2 separate regions of the Danio rerio genome follow, and region 1 is linked to region 2. Evidence: chromatin contacts called from public HiCAR-type data. All regions are on one chromosome and are shown on one strand. The core of a region is the stretch at or near the end of the contact, and the rest is flanking DNA. Distances in the headings are between cores, read along the strand shown. Region 1 holds the start of ate1 (arginyltransferase 1). Region 2 holds the start of ftr69 (finTRIM family, member 69).

Region 1 (3,878 bases), core at 405-2,904, 610 kb before region 2:
TAATAATAATAAATAAATAAACTCTAAATACTTCTATACATATAAACATAAATAATAACTTAGGATACAATCATTGACTACAGCGGAGGATCAGTACTAGAGAAATGAAATCTTTTTTTTGTCATTTTTTTTGTATTTTCCATTTCTAATAAACAAATATTGCATTTTGCTTTACATTTCGAGAATTTCTGTTTATGTATAAAATATTTGCCTTGTAAAATGTAGAAGTTAACAACAGACTCGAATGTTATTTTTGTGTGTGAAAAAGTGCAAACGGCATCTTTTAAAAATAGCTTGTAATTAGCATTTCTTTTCCCAAATAACACATCACTAACATCATTCCAAAATTTAAGAGAGACATCGCAGTTATAGAAAAGATGAGATAAGTCTTCCTCATGTATTTTACAAAATGTGCAAGTATTCTCAATATCCATGAATTTAGATAAAGTTGCTTTGCAAGGGTAAATTTTGTAAAGTATTTTAAAGTGCACTTTTTTAACCTTATTTAAAAGGCATAATTTGAAGTGCATTAACCAGGTAGCTTTCCAATTAATATTAATATTTTTTTTTACATTCCAATAATATTTCCCTCTAGGGGACGTCATACAGCAGACAGTATAAAGCCTGACGCCCTCAATGCGTCACTGTCTGAATATTTATAAAGAAACTGGCATCGTTGTCGGAAAGAGGAGTTTTACACTACTATACTTTTTTTATCACTGCAAAGTCAATATTCGCATGTCACACATTGTTAACGTCAGAAAGACGGATGGACAATGTACTCAATAGTGGAGCTCAAAGGTGTAAAGTGTGGATATCGCTGTGGCTACTGTGGCAATGAAGAAGGTAAAGATTCATACGGTAAGTGGAGCTGCATGGGTTAATAAACACAATGTGTTTGCCAAAACAAATTACATCCCACAATAACCTTACTTTCATGTACAGTCTGAATTGTTTTTGTGATCAACGCACTGTTTACTATGGTGAGAAGTGTTTAACGCGATAGTTTTAGATTTTTAACATTACTATTGCTTTCATTCGTTGGGGGCTTTTCCCACAACAGGAAGAGCAAATGAAATGTGTGCATCCGGGTTATTTTTATCATTTATTTATTGCATTATTTTTTATTATTATTGAACAAATAGTTATGTACAACTATATGGCATTATCGCTACATCTTCATATTAAAAAGTGCGAATAAAGACCAAATTACGTAAATAAACAATAACATTACATAATAAAAAAGATCAATAATAAATACATAAATATATAAAAGGAATTCGGGGTTTTTCCTGTAGTTTATACAATTCTGTCAGAGTTTTTATTTATTTATTTATTTATTGTTTTTATTTGTTTTCATTATATCAGGGCTTTTACGTAAAAAAAATAATGCTTCCAGGTTATTTAAAAGCGCTTGACTCCCACCCTACTACGGTGAAAATCTTGCTGATGAATATTAATTACTTCCTATCGACGTTTTGCCTTTCTTTTTTGCAACGTCCAATCACATATGCCTATTAATATTAATAATATCTTTAGTATTTAAAAACACGCCCACTAAAAGCAGTTCAGACCAATCACAGAGGCGCACTAGGTGAACGTCACGAGGCGTGATTAATATTAATGAAGCAGCCCTTTCCAATAGTAGGCTTCGTTAATGCGTTCCTGGGCGCAGCTGAGCGAGTGTAGAAATGGCAGCGGGTGGATCGTACAGTATAGTGGAGTATTTCGGCGGAGATGATGGCTATCGCTGCGGTTACTGTAAACATGAAAACGGCAATCTATCACACGGTAAGCAGATGTTATATTGCTATCAATGGATTGTGGTGAATATTCAGTGAACTGACTAAGCATTACAGGGATGCCGGTGTTTTGACTAGCCTTGACTGTTCCGAAAGCTGAGCATGGCTTGTCAAAATGTTCATCTAATTAATGTTACACTATTGCTTTCACATGGATTGCTTGTGTTTGTAAATGGCAAGGTCGATTATATATGAACAAGGATTTTCTGTGGAGTTTGTGGCGGATGGTGCAGATCTCTGGCATCTGAAATGGAAGCAGCATTTTTAAAACTGAAAAAAGATATTAATAGGAAGTACAATTACTATAACAGAGGCTTTATTCATCCCTGTCTGGACTGATTAATGTCCTCATATGACAGTTAACATCTTTACAATAAGAGTGTTAACAAGAAGAAGTCATATATTTGTTTCTTCACCCATCTAGCTCTACAAAGTCCATGGTTTATGATTGAGGTAAAGTTGGTTTTATATTCACACAGTCAGACTTTCTCCTTGACGATATCATTTCAGAAAAGCATTTTGTTTGCTATTTATAAGTAGTCATATTAGCCTTTTGTACTATATACTGTTTTACATTATAATGTCACTTTATCATAATTTTAATAAAGGTTTTAATAATTAATAATAGTTTTATAATTACTTTATCAACATAATTATTTTTAAATGAATTGTTTCTGATTTATTTTTGCTTTTTTGATTGTTTATTACCTTGTGTTCATGTGGGTTTCCTCCGGGTGTCCCGGTTTCCAAGTCCAGAAACATGCGGTACAGGTGAATTGGGTAGGCTAAACTTTCTGTAGTGTATGTGTGTGTGAATAAGTGTGTATAGATGTTTCCCAGTGATGGGTTGCAGCTGGAAGGGCATCCGCTGCGTAAAACATATGCTGGATAAGTTGGCGATTCATTCCTCTGTGGCGACCTCAGTTTAATAAAGGGACTTAGCTGAAAAGAAAATGAATGAATGAATGAATGTTTGTTCATTATTTCCTCTAAACCCTTTTCTTGTGCACTTGACCAGGTTTATAAATTATTTTACTATTAAAGTGTTAAACTATTAAAGTTACTACATTATTCAAACAGATCCTATTTAGGTTAGTATAGCATATATAGATTAGTGTTCATTCTTCCTGTCCGGCTGAGGTAATTGCAAAAATATGGTGGTTCAAGTCATGTAAAAAATATCCGTAAAAAAATATTAGTTTTTCCTGGTTTATTTATGCTTTTGAATTGCATCATGGGATCTTGATTTTTCTTTAAACAAAAAAGTTGAAAATGACTTTTGTTGACATTTTGAGTAGTTTAAAGTGATATATTGTCTGGGTTTATCTTGTATATTTAGGGCTTCTACAGGGTCTTACAGTCTTAAATCTCAATATCCAAATCATAAATCTACTAAAATATTGTGTTGTAGGTCTTGAATCTTTTTTAACCCAGTCCTAATTTTCCTTTGTTTATGTTTTGCTACCCAATCTGGCCAAAACCCATACAATTACCGAAAATCATCTCAATACATCTTTAAACTTTTTACTTAAAAGGGTCATTTTTAACTCTGTTTATCAAAATTATTTTTCTTATAATAACATTTGTTTAAAAGTTCTCCATGCATTTACTGCTGAGGACATCGGACAGGACAGATTGCTGTGCATAGATTTAGTTTATTATAGTTTTTAAAACTTTTAAAACATTTGTTCATTTTTTTTTAAATATTAATGTTTGGATGCAAGTAGTGCTTGCATGTTTTTACACAATATTTAAAATATTTTACTAAGAAATAAAATCTTAAAAATATATTTTTTATCATTAATGTATTATTATACAATATTAATATTAATGTATTATTAATGTATATATATTATTATATCTCTGAATTCAAATCCTTACTTAAGACTCACTTATTTTCTGAATGCTTTGCATCTGATCTAGCAAACTGACAACTTAATCTGATCCACCACTATCCTGCTCATATGTCTCTTAGGTCTTGTTGGTGTTATTCAAGTTTGTTATATTTGTCCTCATGTATGTTTGTTTATCTTTTTGTTGCATTCCTTGTAAAGTGTCCTTGAGCTCTGGAAAGGC
Region 2 (4,066 bases), core at 526-3,025:
ACGATTATAGTCTGAGGAGTAATCATGGTTTCACGGTTGTCACGATTATTATGCGTTTTTTATTTCAAAACACTACTAGTAATTCACATGAAAACTCTTTATATTTTAAAGTGTTGTTTATTGCTGCTTAGCAACCAATTAATACAGCACAAAAATAAAAATAAAAAACAAACAATAGTCCATTTCTCTTTGCACTTAAACATAAGTGAAAAAAACATTTGGCATTTGAACAGAAGTAATAATTTTACACTGAAAATAAATGACAGAACAGTGCAAATCAAAATAAATAAAAGGTATTTGTCTAATGTAAATCTAAGCTACATATTAGCTAAGTATTTATCTTTTGAAGAGAACAAATGTAGTCTAAGGCTGCTGAACCTCTGTCTGAAAGATACTTTTAATCTATATTACATAGTTGTTTGGTATTTTTCATAATTTTTTAGATTTTAGAAATGACTCCAAAGTACAACATTGTTTGGTGCATTTATTAAATGGATATATTTATTAAAGTAATATTTTAGTCACAGATCATCTTTAGAACTAAAAAGATAATACATTTAATATCATTTGAAATATTGCAAAAAATCTACAAAAGTTATATGTATATGTGTGCGTGTGTGTGTGTGTGTGTGTCCGTGCGTTTGTTCGTGTTTTTTTTTTTTTTTTTTTTGCATTTTTTAAAATTTGTATTTAATATTTTCCCTATTATATAAATTTGGGCTACTAATTTTTGGATCATTATCTAAAGTTCTTTTGTTAGATAAGCTCCAGATTTGGCTTCAGTACTGACTAATCTAATATATCTGCACACATACAGTAACACTGTAAAACATCCTATAGAAAATATTAATTTAAACAAGATTTTTGTGGGATGCTCATATATGGTGAGCACTATATCAATCAATCATTCAATCAATCAATCAATCAATCAATCAATCAATCAATCAATCAATCAATCAATCAATCAATCAATCAATCAATCAATCAATCAATAATATTAATCAACAGATGAAAATATGTAGTTTTGCACATTCTTAGCTGGAGTAGATGTACAATTCTTTCACTGATATTTTTGGGAAATTTGCATTCATACATCGTGTAATTACAGACACTCTGAATGACGAAGTGAGCACAACTATGAGGGAAAGGGTTTTGTTTAGTGTTTCCCAGGGCTGTTCATGCCTTCAGCCTCACATACACTGATGCGCTGATAAACACACACACATCAGGAGGTGTTTGTCGTGACAGATCTGCATGCTGATAGTGTGAAAGCGGCGCCGCGCTCCTCCTCATCCAGTCTGTTTTGATATGGATGAAGAAAATCTAGATTCGGTACAGTCGGTCAAGCAGTTCAGTCAAATTCCTGTGTAGTGGAAATGTGCACTGTTGTCAGGTTCAGATACACTGTATAAAAATATCTGTAACAAACAGGCCAATTATGGATCTCTGCACAAAAGTCCGATAAATTAATTTGATATGAAGCCTGGTATAAAACTATGACATTAAAAAAAAGTAAAGTACAAAGAAATTAATGCCCACGATTTATTTTGTATTGAGTCTTTATGAGAACTAGATGTTCACAAGGTAAAATAAACATGAACCAAAAAAAAAACCCATAAAATTCCCATACTTAATTAATAATAATAACAATAATAATAATAATAATATCTTTGCCTTTCAACTGTAACTTTGGCTGATTATTTTTATAGACTGAAATAACAACTGAATGGTTCAGATGATAAAAAGAAGTATGGATGGATGGATGGATGGATGGATGGATGGATGGATGGATAGATAGATAGATAGATAGATAGATAGATAGATAGATAGATAGATAGATAGATAGATAGATAGATAGATAGATAGATAGATAGATAGATAGATAGATAGATAGATAGATAGATAGATAGATTGATAGATTGATAGATAGATAGATAGATAGATAGATAGATAGATAGATAGATAGATAGATTCACTTTATTTTATGAGGGTGATTTAGGATATAAATCTGGCAACCCAGAGTTGTGGGAACTTTAAAAAAAAGCACTAAAGGTGTCGTTTACTGGTGATTTGTTTTCACAGAAGAGGTCATGTTGTGGTGCATGTGGCCTGTGTAATGTTAAAAGTTGGACAGGAAATAAAAAGGAGTCACATTGCAAAACCTGTCCTGTGCTGCCATCTAGTGGACTGTATGTCATGACATGCGATTCACAGAGGATTGAGTTCATCAGTCGGCTAATCTGACAGAGTTTATTCAGGTGAGTGCTTTTGCGTCCACTTTATAATGTAAATTCAGCCAGATAAAATATGCAAAATGCAACTGTCTGAAGATGTTACAAATACATTATATATAAACATATAAGAAGCAGTTGCATTAATCTTTGGTGCTTAAAAAGTTGAAATCAACTTAATAAAGAGAAGGTCAGACATTTTCCCATGTTTTTCATGTTAATCTGTGTTTGTAATCACTGTATATTTCTGCATTTCTTCAAACTAGTAACTGAAGTGATACAAATTGTCTATTTATACCAAGAAAAAACATTTTAACTAGCAACTATTATTAATTTCTTTATGTAAGATTTAAAAGAGGAAACGTGAAACAGAATTTAAACTAAAACTCAATTCCTCAGTTAAAAAACTGTATATGTGTGAATGATATCATAACATTTTACATCACAACATTACTCAAAAAAAGCTGGCAATTGTTTCCAAACAGATGTCATTTTAACATTTACGCAATACAGCAGAAGATAATTTTTCTCAATACAGTCAGAAATCCACATACACTCCTCGTGCTAATTACTGAATTTTTACAAAAAAAGTTTACTAAATAACAGTATTTGACAGTTGTGTTTGAATGTGATTTTAAATTAACTGCTTAATTGATTTTAACTTAATTGTATGTGTGTGTAACCCCGCCGGTCTTACACTACCCAACCCGCTCTGAGCTGGGCGACCTTCCGCATATGAGTCGGATGCTCTACCAAGAAGGCTAAAGACCATGGCGTCTAGCATCTGTCGCTAGAGCACCTTTAGAGGTCAGAGGAGTGAGGTTTACCTGCACAGCACGTACTAGCTTGCCTCCGTTACATGTGTATTACAGTGTGTAAGTACAGTACATTTGTGTACAGTCTCCAAAATCCAAGTACTTTCCAAAAAATAATAATCTTAAAAGTTAAAATTACCAGAGATGGGAAGTAACAAAGAACTTATTCAAGTAGATTTTCTGGTATCAGTATATAACTCCACTATTGTTTTTATTTTATTTTTTTACTTTTATTCATTATATTTTTACACAGATATCTGTTTCTACTTACATTTTTAAACCAATCTCATTAATTTAATTTTTGTGTCTTCGACTGTCTATATTTTTTGTCATTGTGCAAATTGAATGAATTTTCAATAATTATGTAATCAATTACTGTACTTGAAAAGATACTGTACTGTATCTATATTTACTGTACTTAACTAGATTTCCTGGTTTCAGTGTATTACTCCACTATTTATTTATTTATTTATTTATTTGACTTTCTGGTATCAGTATATAAGTCCATTATTATTATTTTTTTTTTACTTTTACTCATTACATTTTTACACAAATATTTAATTTTCACTCCTTACATTTTTAAATCAATTTAATTACTTTCATTTTCATGTCTTTGGCTATCTATATTTTTTGTTATTGTGCAAATTGAATGAATTTTTGATTCAGCCATTTTTTCCCCATTGTGAGTATATAATTATTTTTTTCATAACAGAAATCCACATATACCCCATGCTAATTACTGAATTAAAAACCTTCATTTGTTTATTACATAAATGTAGTTTACAGCAATTGACACCAAAATGTGATTTTGGCTTAATTGCTTAATTAATTTGAACTTTAACTTAATTGTGCGCAGGTGTATGTACAGTTTGTATACACAGTACATTTGTGTACTATTTACAGTGTCCAATATCAATGTACATTTTTCAAAAAAAAAAAAAAAAATTAAAAAGAAAAATTCACCTCTGTAAACTACCTGACAAAAGTCTTATTTCCCATCCAAGTTTTAGAAAAAAACAA

Evidence for each region. HiCAR-type assays count read pairs that join an accessible place to other places.
Region 1: a HiCAR-type map of caudal fin shows a contact between it and region 2, with 17 times the contacts expected there. The contact joins the promoter of ate1 here to the promoter of ftr69 in region 2. A contact is called at or near these places in 2 of 4 datasets of contacts at active chromatin or transcription factors (caudal fin and embryo).

What each region holds. Positions count from the first base shown.
Region 1 is chr13:50,400,003-50,403,880 of GRCz12tu, reverse strand. ate1 (arginyltransferase 1) reads left to right here and starts at 1,654. Exons shown (of 15, transcript NM_001089468.1): 1 at 1,654-1,791. The coding sequence starts at 1,692.
Region 2 is chr13:49,785,550-49,789,615 of GRCz12tu, reverse strand. It overlaps ftr69 (finTRIM family, member 69), which reads left to right and starts at 1,775. Exons shown (of 9, transcript XM_073920302.1): 1 at 1,775-4,066.